Linked DNA regions of Sus scrofa: region 2 is linked to region 1. Evidence: chromatin contacts called from public Hi-C data. All regions are on one chromosome and are shown on one strand. The core of a region is the stretch at or near the end of the contact, and the rest is flanking DNA. Distances in the headings are between cores, read along the strand shown. Region 1 holds the start of RASSF8 (ras association domain-containing protein 8). Region 2 holds the start of KRAS (GTPase KRas).

What was found. Hi-C and Micro-C count contacts between places; a contact is called where the count stands out from the background.
Region 2: a Hi-C map of embryonic fibroblasts shows a contact between it and region 1, with 3 times the contacts expected there. The contact joins the promoter of KRAS here to the promoter of RASSF8 in region 1. A contact is called at or near these places in 1 of 5 promoter capture datasets (fetal liver), 1 of 47 Hi-C or Micro-C datasets (embryonic fibroblasts) and 1 of 2 datasets of contacts at active chromatin or transcription factors (skeletal muscle).

What each region holds. Positions count from the first base shown.
Region 1 is chr5:47,843,485-47,850,057 of Sscrofa11.1, reverse strand. It overlaps RASSF8 (ras association domain-containing protein 8), which reads left to right and starts at 2,588. Exons shown (of 6, transcript XM_005653134.3): 1 at 2,588-2,678. It overlaps LMNTD1 (lamin tail domain-containing protein 1), which reads right to left and starts at 1,759. Exons shown (of 18, transcript XR_002344073.1): 1 at 1,638-1,759.
Region 2 is chr5:48,505,447-48,512,019 of Sscrofa11.1, reverse strand. It overlaps KRAS (GTPase KRas), which reads right to left and starts at 3,246. Exons shown (of 5, transcript XM_003126427.5): 1 at 3,039-3,246.

The DNA of each region.
Region 1 (6,573 bases), core at 1,339-3,838:
TTGGCCCCGTGTGTTCATGCCCTCTGCTCTCCACATATATCTCTCCCCATTGAAATTTTCCTCTTTTCTTAATCTCTCCTTTCAGATTCTTTTCTTGAAAATCAAATCTGATTATGTCAAAGGGCTTGAAGTGCATGAATACTCACCCTTTCTAGTTACGTTACTTGCAGGGAATATAATTAGAAACCAGAAATAGGGTTGTTTACAAATCCTGCTAAGGACATTTGGTGTGATCCTAGGAAGGCTTAGCAGAGATGTGATTATAGCTAAGAAAGCTCAAAACAAATTGAACTATAGGCTGAAGAAAGAATGCATTAACCACATGGGGCTGAGGTGGGGAAGAGATTCTTCTGGGTTTACCCAGGCAGGACAGAGGTATATTCACCAACTTCTGCAGCCACCAGCAAGGCACACCCTGATTTGAAGGTAGGGATACCTCACTGGGTACCAGGATCCTAGTAAGCACTTCTCCTAAAAAGTGGACAGTTATTTAGTCATAGCAAGTCTCATCCTGATTTAAATGCTGGTCACATGAAAGTTGGTTATAATGAGTCATCAACTGGTTCACCTCTAGATGCATGATAAAATTGAGGTCAGGACCTGCCTGGTGACCAATAGAAACCAATAGATTAAAGTTCTTCTACTTGGTAAGATCCTGAGTCCTAGTTAACAATAGCCACAGTCTTGCCTGTTATCTCCTCTGTTTCAAGACTGCCATAAAAGGGGGATGATGATCACAGCCAAAAAAGGGAGGAAAGTCCTAAAAAGGAAGGCAAGGTCAACATGGGCAAGTGCCACCAAGGGCATGCACGACAAGAGGGAGATTGAATTTTTCCATTAGATCTGGCAATTAGGTGGTGACTGATGCTGTTCACTGGAGTGAAAGGTTGACGAAAGAATGAGAGCTGAGGAAACGTTAACCTTAAGGCTGGAAATCTCTGAGGATCTGTGCTCTAGGTCATCTTTAAAAGTTTCCACGGGGTTTTACATTTGAATCATAGAGAATGCTTCTTGTCCCTCAATTCTCCAAATGTTGGCAAGCCAAATTTGAATCTTAACATCTGTCTCCTCAGTTCACCTCTGAGGTAGAGGAACTAAAGAGCTGTGCAATAACTAAGGTCAAAAAACAAGAGGAAGAAACCAAAGGCCTACAAATCCAAACTCCAAACAAATCAAGCCCTGAATAGGACAAGCGGTAACAAGTTGTGCTTCAAATTTAATATCCCTGTCTTGATTTAAAAAAAAAAAAAAAAAAAAAAAAAAAAAAAAAAAAAAAAAAGCAAAAACACCCAACACCAGAAACCCAAAAACGAGTGTCTGGAGAATCAAAAGGGACATCTTATAACTGGAATGCTTCTTTGAATCTCCTCAGCCCCTCTTCCTCCAAACTGATTGCTGTTCTTGCGTTGTGGGCATGTGTGAGCAAAAGTCTGGACCAAAGACTGGATGTTGTCCAGTGACTAGAGTACTGCATGTCATAAAAAAAGGTGAATAACAAGAACAACACACACATCTGCGTTTCCATAAGAAAGCACAGCTTTCCTTGACTATTTGCTATATTTGCGCGGGGGGCGAGGTGGGGGGGGGGAGCGGTTTTCTGAATCTGAGCCCAGCTCTTTCTAAACTTGGTTACTCACGTCTGATTCACTCGCTGTGTTTTTCGTCTCCTGTCTCTGTCATTGCCTGCTGCTGAGAAGGGGGTCGCTGAATCATTGCCACTCCAGATGAAAAGCAATTCAAACCCAGTCCTGAGGGGATGGAAGGGCCTTTTCTTTTTTTTTTTTTTAAGCGTCTGTGGAAAAAGCCTCCTCCTTGCTGGGGTGACAGTGAAAGGCAGTTTTGCAAGTCTCACCCCGGGGCTATGGAAGATTTTACTCCGTGAGCGTCAGTGAAGTACCGGTCATCTCACCGTTTCTAGCTTTCAGGTCCACTGGCCTCCGCCGACCCGGCGGAGCGGGGGACCGTGGGCCCGAGCGGCCTCGCAGCGCTCACCGCCGCTTTAAAAGCTCCCACAATGCAGCGCTGGCGTCCCAGTTCCGTTACAAGGTCTCTCCCGGCGCCGGCGAACCGGCGAGGAGAGGGCGGGGGAGTCGGGGAGCGGCGGCTGTAACCCGAGCACCCGGCCGAGGGGGGCGCCCCCGCGCCGCCGCTCTCGCGCGCTCAGCCCGCGGCCCGACAAAGGGGCGGAGCCGCCTGGCCGCTCGGCCCGGCCCGGCCCCCGGCCCGGCCCCCTTGCCCAGAGGCACCGGCCGCGGGAGCGAGCCAGCCGCCGAGTCCGCCGCCTGCGCTCGCCTGCCGCCCCGTACAGCGCCCGGAGTCCCGCTCCTCGTCGAGCCTCGCCTGCCCGCTCGCCCCCCGCACTGGCTCGGCTCTGGGGGCTGCTCCCGCCGGCTGCGCCGCGGCTGCCTGCGCGCTCGCCCACCCCTGTACCCCCGCCCGAGGCGTCCGCGCTCACCTAGCGCCAGGCGGGAGGTGAGCGGACAGGGAGCACCAGGGAGCCGGGGCCTCCCGCCGGTGCGGGGCGCGCGGCCCGCGTAGCGCAGGGGAGCGAGGCTCGCGGGGCTGCGCCGCCGGGGACGGGCGCTGGGCGGCCGCCGGGCTCCGGGCGCCGCCGCGTCCCCAGCGCTCCGGCGGGCCCCGCGAGGCGGCCTGCGGGGGCGGCGCAGTTGCGAAACTGAGTAAGTATTAACTTTACTCGGCGGCCGCGATCTCCGGGCAGCTTTCGGGACCCCTCCCTCCTTCCCCTGGAGCCTCCGGGCTCCCCCCTTCCCCGCCCCTCTCTCCGCACCTCTGGTTTCTTCGCCCCATCTGCCCTCGCCGCGGGCTCCCGCTTCCTCCGGTTCACCTTTTCCCCGCTGTCTCCCCTTTGCGCGTTCTCCCCGCCGCACACGCGCGCCTGACTGAGACTACGAGCTTGTTCCCAGTCTGTTTCCTCCCATTGCCCTTGGCCGGGGAGTTTAGAGGCCACTTTTGTTGGGAAGGGAAATGTACGTCTGGCTTCTTTAATATTTTTCTCTCCAAATGGAAATCGGATGCTTGCTTGCCGAGCGGCGGTTTGGTGAAAGCTTATTTTCTCCTTTGAAAAAAATGATTGGTTTACCGGTTTTTAAAATGTTTGAACGATTAACCATCCTCCGTCCCTATTCCCCCGTGCCGCCAACCCGTCTGGGGAGGGGAGTGCAGAAGACTTTCAAAGTAATTCCGTCTTGCAAACTGGAAACTTAGAGAGGATACGGCCCAGAAAGCTGAAAAAGATTGAACCTGAAGGGCCCTGAGCTTTGAATGTGGGTCCTCGTGTGGCACAGGGCTTACGCGCCGAGTACCTGGGTTCGTAATCGAGTGTTGCGTTGTTATTTTAACATAATAGAGCCGCCTGGTGTTGCTAAACCACTACTTTCTCAGCATCAGATGGCATCCAGTGCAGGGCAAGCTTTGGGTATAATTGCGGGTCAGATCTTTAGGCATTTAGACGGGAAATAGATGCAGGGCACGTTTCATAGCTGGTTTTCAACCCGGGATGTTAGCCTGTCAGTACATCAAAGCATTGCGTTGAAAAAATTCCTCCAGCCTGGTGCCAGCGAGGACCAACATTTTAGGGATTTTCTAGTATAATGTGGTTCAGCAGTTCTTCATTAGATATGTTTTGTTCGCAGGAAGCACCTTTAAATATGTATCGATCTCCGATTTTTCTGTCGGTTGAATTAACTACCCATTCTGGTAGGAGGCCCCAGGTAGTCTTTTTAAAAATTTTTTCTTTTCTCTTAAGTCTTTCATCGTTGGGTTGCCAGGAGTTGGTTTTCGTGCGAAAGAACAGAAAAAATGGGAAGACTTAATGTATTATCAGCATCCTCTTCTTTGCCTGGGTGAGGCGGTAGTGAATGCCACCTAGCCCTCTGCAGGGAGAGGTGCTGAGTGGAGGCAGGAACCAGGAGGCAGGACTGAGCACTGTCATTTTGAAAGGTGGCTTGTGTGAGGTTTTATCTTTTAGCTGGCATATTAATTGTACTTTTAATTCTATTTATCCTCATGGGGAACTCTCCCCAAACTATAAACATTACATGTGACCACACCCCACTTAAAGAAGACTGAGCATAACTTGATGATTGTTCTTTTGAAGGATCAAGACCCAACATAAATATAATTTGTAATGTAGATGGTAAATCCTTTCAAAAATCTCCCCTTCCTCATTTTCTCTCCTTTTAAGAGTCTCTAGCTGATACTCTCAATAATAGACACGTTTGGTAGTAATGCATTGAATTCTTTCTAGGGTCATTGATAAAGCCTGATTCCGAGGCTTCAATAGCTGAGGAGGGCATCAAAGAGCTCAGAGAGGGAGGAAATCATGGGACTCTGCAGAGAGGAAAGGCATTTCAGTTTGCTGAACTGTCAGCATGCTGCAAGGGAAAGCAGTAAAAAGAGGAATGTTTAAGTTGTTTTTAAGGTGCATGTTTCCTAAATTTGGCATTTGGTCGAGATATTTGGCAATTGCAGATTTTAAATTCTATTAGAATCAACTATAATGGAAAAAATCATAAAAAATAAATTCTATTAGGTTGTGGTATGATTTCTTTTTGCCTAATATTTTTAAAGTGTCATTTTTTTTTTACTTTTTAAAAAAATTATAGTTGATTTACAGTGTTGTCTCAATTTCTGCTATGTAGCAAAGCGACCCAGTCATACATATACGTGTGTGTGTGTGTGTGTGTGTATATATATATTCTTTTTCTCATATCATCCCCCATCATGTTCTGTTCCAAGACATCGGACATAGTTCCCTGTGCTATACAGTAGGACCTCATTGCCCGTCCATTCCAAATGTAATAGTTTGAACCACCTACTAACCCCAAACTCCTAGTCCATTTTTGTTAATGTGAATCTCAATGCTTAGCTTTTGTATCTTCTATACTGGGTGGCTTGCATTAATTTTTAATTTGAATGCCTTGGTTATTTTGAGAAATGATGAGTTTTTCAGAGTTTCTTACTAATTGATCCTGTCTTATGTTGATGTATGTAATGGCTTGAGAGGAAAAATATACTTTGGTGTTGATATTGTTGCTCTTTTCATTATGCTTGATTCCTGGCATGGCTTTGCTCATTTATTATAAAACACTAAGTCCTAGGTATCTGGCTAGTGTTCACAACATTGCAAAACTCTTTGCAGGTAGAAGTGGAGTGGGAATGGGTGTGGGATAGGAAAACATTATGCATCATAACTCTGAGGATTTGGATTTAAAAAATAATGTATCACCTGTTTACTCTCCTTGGATGATATCTTGCTCCAGTCCTAAATAGATTTCAAAATCCAAAGTGTAGAAATAGTTTCCAAGAACTCTGTTTAGTGGAAAGAATGCTTATCCTCCACAGCCAACCAGCCAGACTCAGGTGGCAAGTGTGACTTTGTCTCACTCCCAGCTGAGAGAGCTTGGCCATGTTACTTCAGCCTCTGTGATCTATGGTTGCTTTTTGTAAAATGAGGATATTGTTACTAAAAAGCGATGCTGTGACAAGGAGAACACCTAACATAGTGTCTGGCACATATTAGCCAGTAAATGGCACCATCTCCTACTTCTCCAGAACTGAGCTCTGATTACTCAACCTTTCTAACTGTTCTTCCTCTGTTTTTCATCTCATATGTCTGAGTGGCTCAGGCCAGAAGGCTGGAATATCTTCCACTATCTTTCTTGTTCTGACATCCCCACCCAACTAGTTTATCACAAAGTCCTGTCTACTTCTCTGGCAAAATTCTCTTTCAAACCTGATTTTCAGTCTGCACTGTGTTCCCATCCTAGTTCCAGCCACCATCCCCTTGCCCCTGCAGAGACCTTCTCCACACACAGTGCCACCTTCCAGCCCCTCTTCCCACCAGCAGCCAGAAAGAGAAAAAAGTCACTTGCTGTTTAAAGTCTTCAGAGCTCTTATTCTTGGGAAAAAAAATATAAAATCTTCAACATGCCTGCACAGCCCTGTGTGATTTGGCCCTGTCCTCCATCTTCATCTCTTGTCCGCCACATCATCCAGCCCTCTAGCAGACTCACCTCAAGGGCTCCAGCTGCTGCTCTGGTTCAGGACTACCTCTTGAACAAGTTCTCGTCCTTGGGTGCTAGTTCAGTCTCCTCTGATGGTCTTCTCTGAGAAGGCCACTCTTATCATCATGCAACTTAGAACCCCTTTGCTGCCTCCCTCATAGCAGTTATCTTTTCCTTCTTAACATTTACCACAATTTGTAATTATGTATTACCTGTATAATGTTTTTCTCTTGCCCTTGGAAGGCATAAATCATGCCTGGTTTATTCACCAGTCTATATACCCAGTGCCTGGGATATATAGTAAATGCTCAATAAATAGTTGTTATTGTAATGAATAAGGTAGTAATATGAGTTCTGCATTTGTACATTGCCTTCTTTATCACTGTTAAATCTCCTTCTCCCAACACAAAGGCCAGCCTGGCTGTCCTGTGTTCTTTCTTTTGGTTTTAAGTATAACATAGAATAACCTTTGCAGCTATCAGGGCAAATGAATACATTGGGGCTTTGTGGGAAATTCATAGGAATAAATTGAGACACCTTTTAATTA
Region 2 (6,573 bases), core at 1,997-4,496, 660 kb before region 1:
TGCACAATAATTAATACAGCATAAGCTGGTTCTAAATTAATGAATGTACAGATGTTGTATATAAGCACTAGATACAAAGGCAGCATCCAATTTACTGAAGACCAAGAATTATCCAAATACGCACTCCACCCTCTACCCTCAAAAAAGTTACATGGTTTTCCACATGATAACATATTAAACACCTCCTCACCCTCTTCTTGAACCCACTCACAAAGAGACAGGCCAAACAACTGTTGTATTACATTAGTGGCACCCTAGCCTGCTCTGTGCCACCTAGCCTTGTCTAGGGCCATTACAAACATGTATCATAATCTGTTTGCTCCCCCATTTTATTCCAAATATTGGCCACAGCAAATGGGATAGGTGAGGATAATCACACCAAAATGTATCCTCTAGCTCCCTGCCTACCTCACCCCACCCCACCTCCATAAGCAAGGATAACCTAGAACAGCAGTTTTCAAAATGTGGTCCAGGAACCCATTAGGGTTCCTAAAACTTCGGGGGAGGGTCCAAGAGGTCAAAAACTGGTTTCCTAATAATGCTATGATGTGATTTACCCTTTCCACTCTTAATCTTTCACAAGCATACCGGAGAATTTTCAAGACGTGTGATCACCACAGACCGTATACAGAAGCAGCTATGAGGATCCAGATGTCTTCTATTAAGCCATATAATTAGAGAGATTTGGAAAGTGTGAAACAATGCCACTCTTTTAATTTTTGTGTTTTGGAAAACAGTTATTTGTCATAAGAAATTCTATTTATGTTATCAAGTAATAGGCTTGTTATTTCCTTTTTAAAAAAATGAATTAATATTTCTTTAATTCTCAATTTTAATTTCTATTATGGTAAATACTGACATATTTCACACTGGGATCCTTCAATAATTTTTAAAAGTGTAAAGGGGTCCAGGTCCTTACAACCAATAAGTTTCCTAGCCTAGGAGAGACAGCAGGCAAATGCTCGGATTAGCGCTTAGCTGTACATACATGTGTGATTTCTGAAAGACACACACACCTTCTGTCACTTCTTCATGCAGTGGTTATTTCTAAAAAGAATCTTTGCTTGGATTTTAAAAATCAGGCAATATTTAAATCCACTAGAGGAGTTCTGTTGTGGCTTAGCTGGTTAAGAATCTAACTAGTATCCATGAGGATGTAGGTCTGATCTCTGGCCTCACTCAGTGGGTTAAGGATCCGGCGTTGTCGTGAGTTGTGGTATAGGTCACATACGTGGCTTGGATCTCTGGCATTGCTGTGGCTGTGGAGTAAGTCAGCAGCTGCAGCTCCAATTTGACCCTTAGCCTGGTAAGTTCCATACGCCATGGGTGCGGCCCTAAAAAGACAATAAATAAATAAGTGAATACATGCATACATACATACATAAATCCACTAGAGACAACTGGGTTCCCATGGAGTTGTACCGAAGACCACAGGCCAGAAGGAGCCCCATCACCCAAAGCTACAAAAGCTAGCACTGGGGAGAACTGGGATCAGAACTGAAAATTTTGTTCAGAAAAAAAATTTCCACTCTTTTCTGTCATAAAACTGAATTATCATTTCATCTATCTTCTAAAACCAAGAACGCCGTGGATGGATACAGTCCCAAAGTAAGCAGTATTGATATTTACCATACTTAATGTCTATAGTCTATTATATATTCAAGTCAGCATTTTGGACCTTAGTCACCTAAGAATGACATCACTCAGAGGGTTGATTCTGAGATGATGATTGCGAACAGACTTTTTCCCTTTGCAATTTCTTTTTTAATGATGTTTTTCCATTACAGATGTAACATACATTGTGTAAAAATTAGAAAATAACTTTCTGTTCTTGACTCCTTGTTTTGACCATATCAAGGTTTGAGAAAGCTAGTTTAGGACTTCAACTATCATGCACATGTCTATAAGTATTTCAGACAGTTAGCTGGCAGATTGCTACAATTAACTCCTCTTGTTAAAAAAAAAAATTGTGAGTGCTGTTTTGGAGGGCTGTAATAACTCCTGAGATGCGGATCAAATTTATAAGCATGAGGTAATCCAGAAGAGATGGGGGAAAGGACAACAACGGGCAAATTAAACTTCAGGTACGATTTTAGCTATCGCTGTCTACACTCCACTAGTAAAGAAAAAGCCCTGCTTCTGCTTTGCGGGTTTTCTGCGTGTGTTTTAACTTGACAAAGCAAATAGACCTTCTGGGATTAACTTTTTCGTTTTCACTAAGTCACAAGCTTTACGTTGTAGGGTGTTGGCCACCTGTTCTTCCACCACCATCACTACCTCCACCTCCTCCTTTGTGGCCACAGCAATGTCACAGCCCATACATGGGGGAGGGGAGCAGTCAGGAACTCAGCTGCAGATGCATTTTTCCAAACACAATAACCTCAAACAGTGGTCTCTAAGCACTTTTCTTTGCGCTTCCAAAACGTGACCTCCCCTATTACTCCCATATCCCCCTACACACGGAAAGGGGCCACTAGCCATCCAGTCTGCGCTCGAGGGAGAAGTTTATACCTCCGTCCGAGAGATGCTAGATGCAGCAGAGAAGGCAGTAACCGAAGCAGCCGAGTGCTGGGAAGGGAGGAAGAGGTGCGGGAGCGAAGGGAGAGACAGAGAGGGAAGGACGACGAGGGGGAGGGGAGGCCGGAGCGCAGCGGGAGTAACCTCCACCGCACCCGACCGCCCCGAGGGGCAGCCCGCCCGGCCCGCGAGTTTCTCCCCGGCCGCCTCCAGCCGCGGCTCTCGGGGAGGAGGAAGGAAGGGGTTCCCCGTCCAGGAAGCAGCACCAGCAGCGGCCGCCTCCAGCCTCACCCTCCTCAGCCCCGCACCGCCCATTCCTCATTCCCCGCGTCGCCGCGTCCCCGCGCCTCCCCCTGCAGACCCCCCCACCCTGCCGGCCCGCCCGCCAGGGCCCCGCGCCCGAGCCCCCTCCCCGCCCCTCCCGGGACCCCTAATTCATTCACTCGCCGCCGGCCCCGCCCGGCGCCGGCGAGGAGGGTCGGGACCCCGGCAGGGGCCAGGAGGGGTGGTCCGCTCCGTACCTCTCTCCCGCACCTGGGAGCCGCCGAGCCTTTGGCCCCCGCCGCCGCCTTCAGTGCCTGCGCCGCGCTAGCTCCCAGTCCGAAATGGCGGGGGCCGGGAGTACTGGCCGAGCCGCCGCCACCGCTGCCGCCGCCGCCACCGCCGCCGCTGCCGCTGTGCCTCCGCCGCCGCGGCCGCCGCCTAGGGAAATCGAGCTCCGAGCTCACCGATGAGTTCGGGGCCAGGCGGCCGCAGAGGGCAGAACTATCGATGCTCTCGGCGCTCGATTCCTCTCCAGACGGGCGTGCGGGGAGGGAGCGGCTGAGGGCGGTGTGGAAAGAGGGTAGAGAGAGTGCCGCCGGGGAGAGGGAGGAGGCGGGGCCCGGCTGGGGAGGGGACGGACCCGGCTGGCGGAGGTGGGGCGGGGGCCCGGCCCGCTGAAGAAGCGGGCGGCAGGGGCGGTGCTGGGTGGCTGCGCGCGGCCGGCGGAGCAAGGTTGTGGGGAGATCTGGGCGGCGCCTGGGCGGGCGAGCGGGCGCGCGTGAGGGGGCACTGGTGGCCCCACGCGGGGCCCGCCCCCAGGCTCCCGCCGCAGCTCATAGCCCGCAGCTGCGGACTCAAGACTCGCGCACCCGGGAGACGCCACGGGGACCCCTGCCGCGCCCCTGTGGGGTCCACTCGGAGAAGCTGCGAAAATCCCACCTCGCCTGGGGTCGGCCTACGCTTGGGCACATTCATTCACTATCATTTACTGCAAGTAAATAAACAAGCAGTATTCGAAAGTGGGAGGCGACGTGGGTGACTTAGAGAGAGACTGGGCCCCCAGTTCCCCAGCCCCCGGCTGTGCGAGCACGCCTTGGAGATTACCATTCTGCACTCTCTGGGACCAGGAACGTACTAGCCCCAGGTCCCAACAAAGCAGCACGTCCTTTCATCACTGTTAAGGGGAGGGGGTCTGATCTTTGTCGCTTTATGAACCTTCTGAAGCCATTACGGGGCACCCTAAACGGCGACCTCAGAGGTACCTATTGCCCCTGATGGCACAAGCAGGAGACAGACTGTTTTTAAATAGAAGTGCCCTTAATAGTCTAGACCTGAGGAGAATCATTCAAACATTAATTAGAAGACAGATTAATAAGTTAACGTTCAGGGAGTTAACACATTAAACAATGGAACAATTAAAACTGCTAGTATGCCCAGTGTCTGCATTGATAAACTACCAAGAAAGGTTTGAGAGGTTGATATACTACCTAGAAAGGTTTGGGAGAGTTTTAAAGACAGAGGCCTGGCAGACCAGCACCTAGACCTAATAGGACCACCCATCTGAATCTCTCTCTGCAGTTCTGTCCCTCTAATCCACATCATAAAACATGAATAAAAGTGTTTTTTTGGGGTGTGGGGGGTTGTCTTTTTAGGGCCAAACCTGTGGCATATGGAAGTTCCCAGGCTAGGGGTAGAATCGCAGCTGTAGCTGCCAGCCTACACCACAGCCACAGCAACAAGAGATCAGAGCTGTGTCTGCCACCTACAGAGCAACACAGGGCAACACTAGATCCCTCAATCGGGGTCAGGGATCAAACCTGGATCCTCATGGATACTAGTTGGGTTCTTAACCTGCTGAGGCACAATGGGAACTCCAAAACAGTTATTTTAAATCCCTACTATTATGTCTGTTAACCTAGGCCTTATACCAACTGCCTCTCTTTTCTTCCTACCCCTTCTGTGGGCTGTACTCTGCAAGGCTGTTTCCTTCCTGGCTCCCTCTCCTAACACCTGGTACCAGGTGGAAGAGGCAGAAGAGAAGTGGAAAACCAGGAAGGGAAAAGAATGCCGCTCTTGGTCTGGTAATTGCTAAATGTTTTGCACAAATCGTCTTATTTAATCATCACAACAGTCTCATGAGGTCAAATATTTTACAGAAGAGGAAACAAATCTAGAAATTGGGCCCAGATTGACACAACTGAAAGGAAGAATCCTTCATGTCAGATTGTGTTCATGCCTCTGTTCCCCCACTGATAGTGGCTCCCATCCTGCTGAACATAAAAGCAAAAATGTTCTCCAGGCCCTATGTAGCCTTCGGTTATTTGACATCCTCTACCCTCTTTCCAGTCTGAGCTTGCATCCTATAGTCCATCTTCCTCACTTCCAGGCATACATGCTGGTTCCAGGCTGACCTTTGAAAATGCATGCAGGCTTCTCCAGGGAATTTGCACTTGTTGCCCCTTTATCTGGGAAAAACTATATATCTACAGAGCTTCCTTCCACACTTATAAATCTCTATTCAGGTGTCTTCTAATGAGTTTCCCAATGGATCATTTGATGTGCATCTCTCCCTTCTCCTCCCAAATCCTATCTCTTCCTGCTTTATTTTCCTCCAGAGCACTTATCACCTTCTAATACACCATATAACTTACTTTGTTATCTTGTCTCTCTCCCACCAGAATATATGCTCCATGAGGTCAAGGATTTGGGTCTGTTTTACTTACTGCTATAAACACAATAAGCACTCAGTGAATGTATGGAATGTTGAATGAATGAAGTTATGTACCCTGTTTCTGAACTGTGTAAATCTAAATCCTTACTTACACAGAATGCCTTAAAGACTCTGTAATCTCTGTTTTCACCAAATCTGCCTTTATACTCACCCATGACATCTTCTGATACTCACCCACGACACCCTATGGAGTCTAGAAAATTTTGTCTGCATATAATGGACACTAGGAGTTTTTGTTAAGGGAATTCATTTATGCTCATTTGTATGTTGCTTTGGAGTCACTCTTCAAATGTAAATCACAGATTTATTTTGTCCAACTTCAAGGACATGATGAGCTCTTGTTTTCTCAGACAGCTGCTAATACAATGCTCTCCCTGTAGTTGGTGCTCCATAAATCTAAAAAGGACTATAATACAGAGGAGGGAAAAGCTTTACATAGCACTTCTGTGCTGACTATGAGGATTCTGGCATTAGCAGAAACCTAATCTCATGCACATGTCTCAATTACCATCTAGACTCAGGATTTCCAGAGCAGTTCAGCATCCCACTCTGTGTTCTGTGCACCCTACACTCCTGCCTCACCTCTCACACTTTCTTTCTCCTTCCTGTTCACACCTACGCTAATGTTTACATATGCATGGTAAGCCTTTCCCCATCCCCTCCTGGTCCTGGGTGCTTTCTCAGAGCCAGCAGCCTCCTCCACAACACTCTTTCCCTGACTTAGAGCAGTGAGTCTCAAAGGAAAGCAATTTCTGAATCATCAGGCATACTTTAAAAAATGCAAGTTCCTAGGCCTCTCATCCAGATATTCCATTCAGTTGATTTAAGGTGAACCAGAAATCTTCATTTTTAACAAACTGGTGGTTGGCAGTCTGGACACTGAGAAACTCTGGTCTAGATACTCAAATTCGTCTCTTTTTGGCAATTGCACTTTCCACTAGCTTTGAGGGTTTTTCTTCCTCAAGGCCGGTGGCTGCCCGGCTCTCCCTTTCTGTGTCCATCTCATGGACAAGCACACGGGCCCACACTGTGATCACGATGGGAAAAGAGAGGGAATGGCA